2 separate regions of the Mus musculus genome follow, and region 1 is linked to region 2. The links are chromatin contacts, called in public HiCAR-type maps. All regions are on one chromosome and are shown on one strand. The core of a region is the stretch at or near the end of the contact, and the rest is flanking DNA. Distances in the headings are between cores, read along the strand shown.

Region 1 (6,572 bases), core at 3,659-6,158, 470 kb after region 2:
AGCCTTGGACTATAGGAGACCATCTCTAAATAAATAAATAAATGATAACATGGGGGACTTAGGATGACTGGATATAACTGGCTATTCACACTAGAAGACAAAAGGAGGAGCAATCTTCACCGAAGCACACAAGACCTCAGAGTGACTCCCCAAGGCACAAACCTGTGACAGGAGCCCCCTCCCTGTATGTATCACATGTATAGGTCTTCAAAACAAATGCTATGTCTTTCTTTTTTCTCCAAAGGACAGCTTCCTGGTGGGCCGAGGAAGCTTAGGGCTTTGCTGTCAAGGCATGCCAGGGTGGGTGGTGTGAAAGGCTAGGTGAGATAGATGTCTCTCCAGTGTTGGGATGCTGTTGGCAGGGTGGCCTCAGGGTGGGTTCAAGGTCAATGACAGGTTAGCTGAGGAGATCCCCAGAGAACTTATTGCCTCTTTTGCACACAGTCCACCCTCACACCCTGACCCCTTCTCTGTAGAATTCATGCTTGGATTCAGCAAACACATCCCGTTTGGATTCCAGTCATTTTGAATTATGATGACCTGACCCGGCCTGGGATGAAATTTACCCTCGCACCATCCGTGGGAAAGGTGCATGCAGACAGTCTAGACGGTAAATACCAGGAGGGGGCTGCTCTGCCTCCGTGCATGAGCGAGCCTGTTTGAAGGACTTATGTACTACCCATGTCACTATTTACAAATGAACCTTCTTTTCTCTCCCCTTTCTTTTTAAATGAAAACAGACTTGGCAAGGCCCCCTCTGAAAACTGATTTGTACCTATTTGTTTGAGCAGTTAAAATGAGTGAAATTGAATTAAAAAAGAAGAAAGAATTCTGTAATTTCAGCTTCCCTTGCTTCCTCAGAGTCACTAAGCTGCACTGATATAGAAAAGCAGTTTAATCATCCACACTGAACACATTGTTCTCTCCCCTGTACTGCAACTGCAGGAACAGAGCAGTCCCCCAAAGATTGTGGGGAGGGCCACATAGATGTGATCCCAGTGAGAACGCCAGACACAGGCCTAGCCACATTGAGTGGCTGTGGTAGGGTCCTGAACCAGGAGACTTTTCCAATGTGCTCCATGGGGTACAGGGGTCTCTGGGTAGGTACCTGGCTCCTTCAAGGGGCAAGGCAACAAACCCTGCCTGGGGTAGTCACCTCTTTTCATATTGGGGTTCTCTTTCAGGAAAGGAAAGAAAAATTCTTAAAAGTTAAAGAAGTTGTTTCTAGCCTTTTTCTCTGGTGTAGTGGAACTGATAAAACTAGACATACCCTAAAAAGAGCTCATGACTGAAAAGCCCTGGAAGAGAAAGTTCCCATACAGGGATTCATGTGAGTGTGTGTGTGTGTGTGTTTGTGTGTGTGTCTGTGTGTCTGTGTGTGTGCACGTGTGTTTGCATGAACATCTATCTGCAAACATGTATGTGCATGTTATATGTGTATGTATGTATGTGTACTCATATATCCATGAGTACATGTGTGTGCAATTATGTGCATGCATGTATATGTATGTGCCTATGTGTGTATGGACAGCTATATGCATTTGCAAAGAAAGCTCTTTGTTACATGGGGCTGCTTCCTTGCCAAATGAGTTCCAGAAATATGTCCCCCAAGGTTAAATAGGAATCTTTGACACAAGGGGACACGCAGGGAATATGTTTTGGGTGACTGAAATGGTAGTAGAGGCTACTTAGTGGGCGCTTTTGCCCTTGGTCTTAAATAGTGGCCACTGTTGTGAAGACAAAACCAGACGCTGGAGCCTTGCTCTACCATTTACCCTCTGTAAGCTTCTTTCTTTTGCCTCTTGAGTAAGGCCTTACACCCCACCCTATCCCTGCATTCCTATTGCCCCCCACCCCCACCCCCACCACACCCCCATACACATTCCCACCATTTACCTCTGGACCTGATCATTGTAGTGCAAATGACTTAATACTTTAATTGTTCTGCCTTTTCCCCTACATTAAAACTTCTACACAGTATCAAGAATTCTGCTTTCAAGAAGTGGAGGTGTACGTCAGTGACAGAATACTTGTCTACAGTCCTCTAGTGAGGGACTAGAGGTGTGGCTCAGTGGTAGAGCCCCTGCCTAGAATCCCCCAGGGAGGGGCTAGAGTGTGGCTCAGTGGTAGAGCCCCTGCCTAGAATCCCCCAGTGAGGGGCTGGGGGTGTGGCTCAGTGGTAGAGCCCCTGCCTAGAATCCCCCAGTGAGGGCCTGGGGGTGTGGCTCAGTGGTAGAGCATTTGTATGCACAATAGAGCACTTCTGCCTTCCCAATCAAAGCCTACTTTTAAACTTTAAAAAATGGCAACCAAGGCCTATAACCCTTGTTTTTCTTTATACCTGAAGTCCCAGCTCATGATAAGCTAAAAGCTATTCAGAATTCCAGAGGCCTGTGAGTGATTATTTCATTCTGAGCATTTTGGGAACTGTGCATGTCCGTGTCCTTGAGGCTTGGAGTTCACCTGAGGGCCTCTTACATCTGATTTTGTGCATAGCACTTGAAAGGCATTCCTGGCATTTGTACAGGATCCACTAAAATCTGCTTATTGTTTTGTTGTTTGTTGAGTGTTTTTGTGTCTGGGGGACTTGGCATTTGTCTCTTTTTAACTTCACAGGAGGTTTAAGCCACAGGAGATACTAATTCCATTTCTTAGATGAACAGTAGTCTCAGAGATGAATCCCTTGTTCATTTGAAGCCATTACTGAGAACCACTCTGGTGTATAGAGCATCCTCCAGTCTTGGGCATACTCCAGGCAAGAGCAAGAGGGTACTTGGGCAGTGGGCAAAAGTGATGGATCCTGCCGCTCAGAGGGATCAGCACTGAGCAAGCAAGAACAGGAGGTCATTAGCTAAGTCCTGACAAGTTGGAGTAGGGGTGGCTTCTTCCTCAAGGGTGGCCACTGGAAGTTGGAAGGTTGACAGACGTGTAACCTCTGCTTGACTTCTCATATGCCCTCCTTCCCCCTTAGTTGTGTGTATGTCTCTGTGTGTGTGTGTGTGTGTGTGTGTGTGTTGACATGCCTGTGGAGGGCAGAGGACAACCTCAGGTGTCGGTCTTCATCCATCACCTTGTTTGACATGGGATCTTTTGCTGTTTGCCTCACTGCAAGCTACCTTCCCATGAGCTTCTTGAGGATCCTGTGTCTGCTTCCATCTTGCTAGGAGCATGGCATTACAGATGTGTGCTGCTATGTCCAGCATTAATTGCTTCCTAGGGGTTCAGACTCAGGTTCTCACATCTGTACCATCAAAACCTCACAGTTATCTCTTCTGCCCGTATGCTCTTTCTTCTCCTGGTTACCCTTCAGGGCTGCTCTGATGGGAGTGTCAGGCATCCTTGAACTGCACTCAGGGCTGCCGAAGCTTTCTTGAAATACAGGGTGTATCAGGCACATGGGTAGTCAAGCAGGGCTGTGACAACCTGTAATAGCTGGTTTAGAAAGAGACCTGTAAAGGAACTGGCAATTTCCAAGAGCTGGCTGCTTCAGCACTCAGCCCTGCAAACTGCTTAAGCCCGACTACATGGCTTCAAGTTACCTATAACTCATCCCTCCCACTTAGGAGAGAAGGCAGAACAGGTGCACTGCACTGCGCATGTCTGTAACTGGTCTTTATATTCACATACCCTTAGGAACACTCTGAGCTCAGCTTCTGCCTCAGCCCTCTGCCACTCTGGACTCTGCCCTGGCCCCTCTCTGGTTGCTCAGTGAGCTTGGGGCCTGCTGCTATTTTCCCCCTCAATTCTGACTCCAGAGCTTGCTCCTAAGAGTGCCACAATGTTTGTGTCCACAAAGGAGCCCACTCCAAAGACAAGCTAGCAAGTGTCACTGAAGATGTGAAGTTTTGCAGGTCGCAGGCTGAGAAGGTGGGTCATGCTCAGTGAAGATGGACAATGGTGCATACACAGCATGCTGGGCGATGGAGAGGCAGGGCATGCTGAGTGATGAAGAAAGGTGAAGGATCTGAGTGATGGACAGATCAGGTATGCTGCTGGTACACACAGCTTTGTGTGCTTTGACGGAACCAAGAGCCCACTTCAGGTCCATGTGATGACCTAGGATCTGGGTTCTTTGATCCCTTGGCTTTCAGCCTCAACTTCACCAATGCCATAAACAAGGACTTTAGGGCAAGTAGCTGGGCTTCAGTATCCCCGATTGGCTGTCCTCAGCCACCCATCCCTAGACACCGATTAGAGACAAGTGGTGATGGGAAGCAGAGGAAGGGGATTCATTCAATGTGGCCCAGGACAGAAGCACAAATACTGATGTCCAGTGACTCCCCTAAGTCCATCATCAAGGTTCTGGCCTGAGCTTTAGGTTAAACTAGAACAATTGGGTGGGGCTGGGGGTGGTAGGGGTGAGGAGAAGTGTACTTACTTAAGCAGTCCTGGTCAAAGTGGGGTCTACAGACTATCATCTCCATTAGGGTTCCTCAAGGTGGCCCAGAGACATCGTTTTCATGAAGGGACAAACTGGCCCTCAGGAGGTCATTGCTCCTGCTCCAGGTACAGCCTGATCATCAAGACGACTCTCCTTATCTGGTGCTGGCTGAGGGAGGTTATTTTGATCTGTCTTGCAAAGATTTGCTTTTTGGAATATAAAAAGTGACTCAAAGAGCCAAATGTTATGTTAGGGGACGGGAGAGGAGAGAGGAGAGGGAGAGAGAGGGAGCAGTGATTTGAATCAGCCTTCAGGCAGAACAGCAGGGGTCTAAAAGAGAGTTTTAGCCCTACTAGACAAGCAGTGGGACTACTTGTAAAGTCTCTGAGCCAAGGGAAGCTCTTGCACCAGGGGGAAGTAGGCTTAGTTAATCTGTGACTTGCACTAAGTGACAGGTAAGGGAGCAGGGGTGCTGGTACTCTGTGACAGGGTCACTGTTCACTCGCTGGGTAATGGCATGGGACTTGGTTAATGTGTAACCCATGGGATGTGACAATATTTAGGCTGTTGCAAGCCCTGGGAGGCATGGGGTGGGTGTGTTGGGTGTGATCTTGCCTGTGCTGCCCTATGGGCTAAGGGTCTGGTTATTACCTGTCAGGCAGGCTCAAGTAAGGAGTCCCTGCTTCCTGTTGTTGTTGCTGCTGACTTCTAATGTATACATTTGTTCCTGTGTGTGTGTGGGTGTGTGCATGTAAGTGCAGTGTCCTCAGAGGCCAGAAGGAAAGCTGGAGTGACAGGTGATTGTGAGCCACTGAACATGAGTGCTGGGAACTTAACTCAGGGCCTCTCTGTAGGAGCAGCAAGCGCTCTTAACCACTGAGCCATGTCTCCAGCCCAAATCCATGCTTCTTTAGCAAAAGCGGTTTCTTGGTACCTGTTTCAGCAGTCACAGAAGCCCTGAAAATGACACACCCCTGCTGGGCTTTTTCACTAACTCAGCCCAGAAATGATAGCACCATGGATTTCCATTTCAGTAGCCAAATCCGTGCCCCAGCTCATTACAAAGAAGCTTAGATGTGCAGGCTCCCCTGTGCCTGGCAAGGGTGGAGAGGGACCACTGGATATTAGCAACCCCAGAAATGCCTTCCCAGGAGGGCTGGATAATAATTAAGCAATCATGATCAAGGCTGCCTAGGGCTTTCCTGGGGTTTTCTAAAAGGCTAGAGGAATCTTGCCCCAGGGCTGTAAATGTCAGTTGCTCATTAATTCCTCAGAAATGCCTAGAGCTAAGACTGCTATTTCTAGTAGCGTGCATTTGTTCTGCTATTTAACAAAACAAAACAAAAAAAAAAAAAAAAAAAAAAAGCGTGCCTTGTCATGTACCTCCAGACCTGGCTATTCTTTGGGCAGAGAAATGCGGTTCATTTCAGGCATCATGTTAGTTGTAGCATCTCCTCCCCCTCCTCCTACCAAGTCTTATTTGGGGATAAATCTCATCGCACGGAATAGCATCACGGGCTAGAAGCCAGCAGTTGTTCTCACAGCTGTTTCAAAACCTAAGCAACTAAAACTGCATTTGAATGTTTATTTGAATAATCCTTTTCTCCCCAGCAACTGAGGTAGGATCTGCCCACCCTAGGCCTGCAAATCTTTATTTACAGTTCTGTTCTCCGTGGGCTGTGTCTCACAGACAGGGCCTTGTCAGTTCATAGACTTCTCCACCTTAGCTTCAAAGACGCTGTCCAAAGGATTCAACCAAAAGAGACCCACAGTTGTAGAGAGTCCTTGACTGTATTTTATTTAAATGAGCAAGACTGGGTTGTTTCTTCTTCTTCTTCTTCTTCTTCTTCTTCTTCTTCTTCTTCTTCTTCTTCTTCTTCTTCTTCTTCTTCCTCCTCCTCCTCCTCCTCCTCCTCCTCCTCTTCCTCCCCTCCCCCTCCCCCTCCCCCTCCCCCTCCCCCCCCTCCCCTCCTCCTCCTCCTCCTCCTCCTCCTCCTCCTCCTCCTCCTCCTCCTCCTCCTCCTCCTCCTCCTCCTCCTCCTCCTCTTCTTCTTCTTCTTCTTCTTCTTCTTCTTCTTCTTCTTCTGTTAATAAAAGTTGCCATGCTTCCTGTCTGGCTTGCCTATATGGCCCCCTGATGCCTGTAGAAACTCAATAAATTCTAGTCTCAGATCTGGTCTGACTGGCTGTG
Region 2 (6,055 bases), core at 9-2,508:
GGTCTCTGCTGAGTCCCTGTGGCTGTGCATGTGGTGTCTCTCCGAGGCTGGGGTGCCCGTGTCCTCACCAGCTCCTTCTTCCTTAAGCTTGATTTAAATCTTATCGCCAGTGCCAGCAGTAGGGATCACTACTGTGCTTCTGTCCTTCGTGACCAGTTGCATCTTCGGACGGTCTGTTTTGTAAAGTGCCAGGTAGATTCATCTCTACGAAATACGGAAACAGCGCAGCTATGCCATTTGCAGTCTGTAAGAGAGCTAAGATGCAAGCAACCAGTCACTGGCAGGCTTTGGCAAGATTCTAGTTTCTGTTTTGTTTTGTTTTTTGTTTTGTTTTGTTTTGTTTTGTTTTGTTTTGTTTCGTTTCGCTTTGTTTTTGAGACAAGGTCTCATGTAGACCAGGCTGGCCTAGAGCTGATTTTGTTATGTGTCTAAAAATGACCTTGAATTCTTCATCACCTGGGACCACTTCTCTGAGAACTGGGGTTACAGATGTGAGCCATGGTCTACAGCTTCACTTTTGGTCCTTACATGGTGATTTGTGTTCGAAAGAGCTGGTATGAGGTTGCCTTTTATGAAACTGCACCTGGTTAATGTGCTGCGGTAGCTGACCTTTGAACCTTGCCCTGGGGAGAGAGGTGTTAACTGACCTGTGGTAGCTGAAGCGTATGAGTATGTACCACTATCGCAGAAATGTAGATTCCTTGTGTGTCAGGACCATTTCACAAGTGAAAATACTGAATTTTGGAAGGGTTACTTTACTGCCTTCACTCAAACACCTAAAAAGTGGCAGAAATCCACTAATATGGCTGTTTGCCTGCCTTTAATATTATAAAGAAGCAAAAGTTCTCTTCATGCCTCTGTTAAAGAAAATACTGATGGAGGCCATGGTAAAATAGATTGCCTTTGGGGGAAAAAAAAAGTCTCTGGATTTCTAATTAAGTCTGTGTCCAGTGGGAACTCTACTTGTCTTTGTTTATTTCATCTTCCCACACAAGATAGGCAGGGCTAGTATAAAACACGAGTTATTGTTTAAATTTGCCAATAAACCTCTCTGACCAAGAGGTTGATTTTTGAAATGAATCATGAATCTTTAGCCCTGGGTTGAGAAGGACAAGTTCAGAACAAATAAATAAAAAGTTTCTGAGAAGGAATGTCTCATCCCAAAAGTTAGCCAAGTGAGGAAAACTGGCCTGTAGGTTAGCCGTGCCAGTGATGTCTGTGAGGCTGCCTCATGCATGGCTTCTCCTCTGGCTAACTGGTAGCAAGGGTCACAGTGAAGCAGTTACGTTTATGGGAGTATGATCTTAGATGCAGTGCAGCCTCTAGGATCTCGAGGAGACTCATTTTGTTTTGGATGCAGGGATGGACAAAACCAATTAATACTCAGGCCCAGAGAAAACGATGGATGAAAAAAATAATAATTTAAGATAAAATTTTCTGACATTATTTAGTGCTTCCAAAATGTCAAACCTTATGTGCAGCTCTTACTAATAATGTAATTCTCATAAAAAATCCTGTTAGTAGGTGTTATAGTTATTATTTTAGAGATTAAAAAACCAAATTAAGTGACTTTTCTGAGGTCATAGAAGCTACTAAGAAATAAAGGTATCCCCCCCATACTCTTTTTTAAGGTATGCCACATAACTCTTAAGTAAAGGACACTAGACCAAAACATTATTAAATAAAGCTATTTGGTGAGTGTGTCTACTTTGATTAGGTTCTCTGCCTGCTCCATGGTCTTAAGATGGACTTTTTTGTTGAAATATATTTGAAAATGTGCTTTTGTTCCCAGGTCATTTGCATTTTTATATGTATGCATGACTGTTTCTTTATATATCTTTTAATATTTAAAATGTCTACAATTTTGGGGCTAGTGAGATGGCTCAGTGGTTAATAGCAAGTCTGTCGTGCAGAAGTTTAGTTCCTGGTACCCACCAGACATCTCCTTGTGACTCCAGTTCCAGGGGATTCAGTGCTCTCTTCTGGCCTCCATGGGCACCAGGCATGCACGTGGCACACATACATATGCTTATGCAGGGGAAATATTTATGCTTTGTGCTGGATTGTTTTGTGTCAACTTGACATAGGCTTGAGTCATCAGAGAGGAAGGAGCCTCAGTTGAGGAAATAGCTTCATAAGATCAGCCTGCAGGGCATTCTCTCAGTGATCAGTGGGGGAGGGCCTACCCCATTGAGGGTGCCATCCTTGGGCTGGTGGTCCTGGATTCTATAAGAAAGCAGGCTGAGGGAGCAAGGGGAAGCAAGCCAGTGAACAGCATTTCTCCCTGGCCTCTGCATCAGCTCCTGCCTCCAGGTTCCTGTCCTGTTTGAATTCCTGTCCTGGCTTCCTTAGATGACGAACAGCAACAGTATGGAAGTGTAAACCAATAAATTCTTTCCTCCTCAACTTGATTTTGATTATGATGCTTCATCTTAACAGTAAAAACCCTAACTAAGAGTATGCTTAAAAAATAAAAATAAGGGGGGCTGGAGAGATGGCTCAGCGGTTAAGAGAACTGACTGCTCTTCCAGAGGTCCTGAGTTCAATTCTCAAGCAACCACATGGTGGCTCACAACCATCTGTAATGGGATCTGATGCCCTCTTCTGGTGTGTCTGAAGACAGCTACAGTGTGCTCACATAAAATAATAAATAATTCTTTTTAAAAAAATTATAAAACCAAAAATGATCATCATATAAAAACAGAGATAGAGTACCTTGGTTGTAAAACAGGACTCCTATGAGAGTACAGATGACATTACTCAGCCATTATCTGTTATTGATTATCCTAAATGAGGACTGTCTGTCAGAACTGCCTATTTCACCATGGACAAATTGTTTCAGGAAGAAGAGACTGCAGGAGAGATGTGTAGCCCCCTAAAACTGCACTTAATTTCTTCATTTCCCGAGTACCTCCTATAAAGTACACTCCTATAAAGGGTCACAACCAACTTTTCCCTTAGTAGATCCCTCAGTTTCCCAAGGAGAGAGCCTGACCCTCCCCGTGTGTGCTAATAAATGCAGCCTCCTCTGTTAAAGGTCAGACTCCTGTCCTTTCCCTATCCCCTGCTTTGTATTCTGCCCTCAGAGATTCAACAAGGAAACAGTACATTTCAGGGTTCCAGAAACATCTCTCTATTGTGACTCTGGGCTCGTCATCACCCCAAACACTCTCTTCGCTGGTCCCCAGCTTCTCTTGGCCCCTGAGCATATTGCCTTTTGTGACAGCTAACTTGTGATTTCGATGACCAGTGGTAGATTCTAACAAGAATCTCTAAGACCTCATTCCACCATCTTAAAGGAAAAGGAGACTGAGGCCTGGGTAGAGTCAGGAGCCCAGTTGTTTTATTAGTTTTATTTACTATATTTTTTTTAACTTAGAAAATGTACATTCTTTGCTGTCAACTGAAACTTCCACACCCAGCGTTCCTGATAATAAAGTTTTCAAAGAACATAGTAGTATGAAGAAGGCAAGGAACCAGTTTTCTGTGAAAAATACGGAATGCCCCCCCCCCCCTTAAGCCACATTATCCATTTTCATAACCAGAATCCTAGCAGCTTAACTCTTCAGGTAATTAACCTGAAACCATACATATTGGCATAGATTATGAGGCCCATGCTTTTCAGTCATATTCTACACCGCCTCATCCAAGTAAGGAAAACTACTGACGGTGAATACCAAATCAGCCTCTTAGTATTAAGCTTGCAAAGGCAGCCACGAGTGGTGAATGGAAAAATCAAACTTTTATGGTGATCCTCATTCTAATCCATTCTTAGTTCAGCCAGAGGAGCAGCATGGCCCAGTGGACTGAGGGGAGGATGGGGAATTTGGAGCTCGAAGATAGAACCTCTTCTGCAGCCTACTAGCTCTGTGACCTTGACGAAGGACAGTGACCTCCTTCTGCTTCTTCATATGCTAAGTGGATCTACTCAGTGGAAATGAAGGGGCTTCTGATTTAAGCAAGGTGAACAAAGAAGCAATACAGAGATTGAAAGTATGCAGCTAGGAAAAGAATCTCCCTAGAATTCCTTTAAAGCCCATCTCTTCCTACCTGTTAAACTAGGGTTAAAAGACATTAAATTTGGGGAGATGTTTCGTTTGGTAATGTGTTTCTCCAAAGCACACATTTAAAAAAAAAGACTCCTGTGGCCACATTTTTGTAATCTCAGTTCTGAGGAGACAAAAATGGGACATCTGGGAGAATGGCTAGGTTTTAGCATACTAAATGGGTTCCAGGCCAATGGGGAAAAAAAAATGGTGGCCAGTACCTGAAGAAGCACACTTGGTTTTGCCTTAAGGCTGCACATATACAGTAAAAGATAGCCAGTAGATGGATCAGTAGGTGGAAACTTTTTAAGTGAGTCTGCTGCATAGACTGATGCTAAGAACTCAGTCTGTGCAAGAGTAACAAAGCAGTCTATGTTGGGCCACTGTAAAGAGAGAAGAGCTCCATCCTCTAGGCTTTCACGTGAACTTTTCCAGGAAAACAGCAGCGTTGGTTCCAGTCTTGTTAGCTCTTGGCTATGGCGTCCACAGCAGAAGCATCCTGTTGTCTTCGCATTATGATGCCTGCTGGGGCTGAGTCGGCATATGCTGGCCCGTGTCATCCTGCCCCAGTCAACGTTGACTGCAGGCAGTTTTACTTTATCTGCTGCCACTGAATTCTGATGTCATGGTGTTAAGGGGTTGACTTGTACCATTGCAATCTTGTGCTTGCTCTCGAGACAGTTCTGGGGCAACAGATTCTAGTGGCTGCCCTGTAAGCAAGTGTGAGTAGCAATGCAAAATGACAGCTTGTTTTATATATATATATATATGTATATGTATATGTATATATGTTTATGATGAACTTGTATGAGAGTTTTAGATATTTAAAAGCATATTCTTATAGGAAGGGAATGTATGTTGCCAGGTTTTTACACAAAAAAGCTGTTTAGATACAAGATGGCTAGAGACACATCCTACCTTCCTTGTATAGACTGGCCTGCACCTTCATAGGAAGTGGTGGGTTGGGTTGTGAAGTATACTGTTGCTCACACTGAAGTTGCTTTTGAAGGAGGAAGTTACCCCCTTTTAGAATAAGAGCTTGCTAATCTACAGATGAATTTTTTTTCCACCTAAAGGGGGCTTTCCTAGACCAATCTGAAAAATTTGTAAACTTGAATACTGCTGTTCCTCTTTTCCCAGAATTTAGTGGCTGAGTCTCATCCCTGTGCAGATTCATAGCCTGTTATTACTAACTTGTAAATATTCATTTATAGAAAATACTGACTAGAATTCTTAAGAGCTCTTTTATATTGGTGTTGAGGTTTCTATCTGATTTAAGCTAGGTTTTCTTTCAATTTATGGGAAGGCTTTCCCAAACAAGGATTTATCTTGATTCAAAATGTCTCCCCAAAGATTCTGGGCAGCTAAACTCAGGCTGACACTACTTGCTTTCCAGTATGACTTTCCAGTTTTTAGAAGTCCAAATGGTAGAGCAACTGTCTAGAATCACCAAGTAGGGACCAAGGGTGTGGCTCAGTGGTAGAGCCCCTGCCTAGAATCCCCCAGTGAGGGGCTGGGGGCATGGCTCAGTGGTAGAGCCCCTGCCTAGAATCCCCCAGTGAGGGGCTGGGGGTGTGGCTCAGTGGTAGAGCCCCTGCCTAGAATCCCCCAGTGAGGGGCTGGGGTGTGGCTCAGTAGTAGAGCCCCGGCCTAGAATCCCCCAGTGAGGGGCTGGGGGTGTGGCTCAGTGGTAGAGCTCCTGCCTAGAATCCCCCAGTGAGGGGCTGGGGTGTGGCTCAGTAGTAGAGTATCTGCCTAACATATGAAGCCTTGGGTTCTATCCCCTATCCTTCATGTATGGGATTGGTGTGGGTAGATGTTAGTTGCCTACTTTAGTGTTTTAATACTTGGAGAAGCTGTAGGTTAGATTTGATTTCTATTGTAGAAGAAGTTTTTAGACTTTTGTATTGTTAGTAAACTCTCATCTCTAGATTTTTGTGTCAACTTTCCCCATTTCTCTTTTTTTCTCGTCCCCCATTTCCTCTGCTTTTGCTTACATTTATATGAAA

What was found. HiCAR-type assays count read pairs that join an accessible place to other places.
Region 1: a contact with region 2 is called in a HiCAR-type map of kidney, with 4 times the contacts expected there. The contact joins two enhancer-like sites. A contact is called at or near these places in 1 of 484 Hi-C or Micro-C datasets (liver) and 1 of 115 datasets of contacts at active chromatin or transcription factors (kidney).

What each region holds. Positions count from the first base shown.
Region 1 is chr5:141,853,058-141,859,629 of GRCm38.p6, forward strand. All of the region lies in intron 5 of Sdk1 (sidekick cell adhesion molecule 1), which reads left to right. Among named protein-coding and RNA genes, the nearest start is that of Gm52792, 280 kb to the right of the region's middle. Within about 2 kb of position 4,909, at least 20 of the 459 cell types and tissues checked have an H3K27ac peak or open chromatin away from gene starts, as enhancers often do. A contact at or near this core is called in kidney, where this site is marked.
Region 2 is chr5:141,390,148-141,396,202 of GRCm38.p6, forward strand. The region is part of intron 1 of Sdk1 (sidekick cell adhesion molecule 1); the gene reads left to right. Among named protein-coding and RNA genes, the nearest start is that of Gm16035, 12 kb to the left of the region's middle. Within about 2 kb of position 1,259, at least 4 of the 459 cell types and tissues checked have an H3K27ac peak or open chromatin away from gene starts, as enhancers often do. A contact at or near this core is called in kidney, where this site is marked.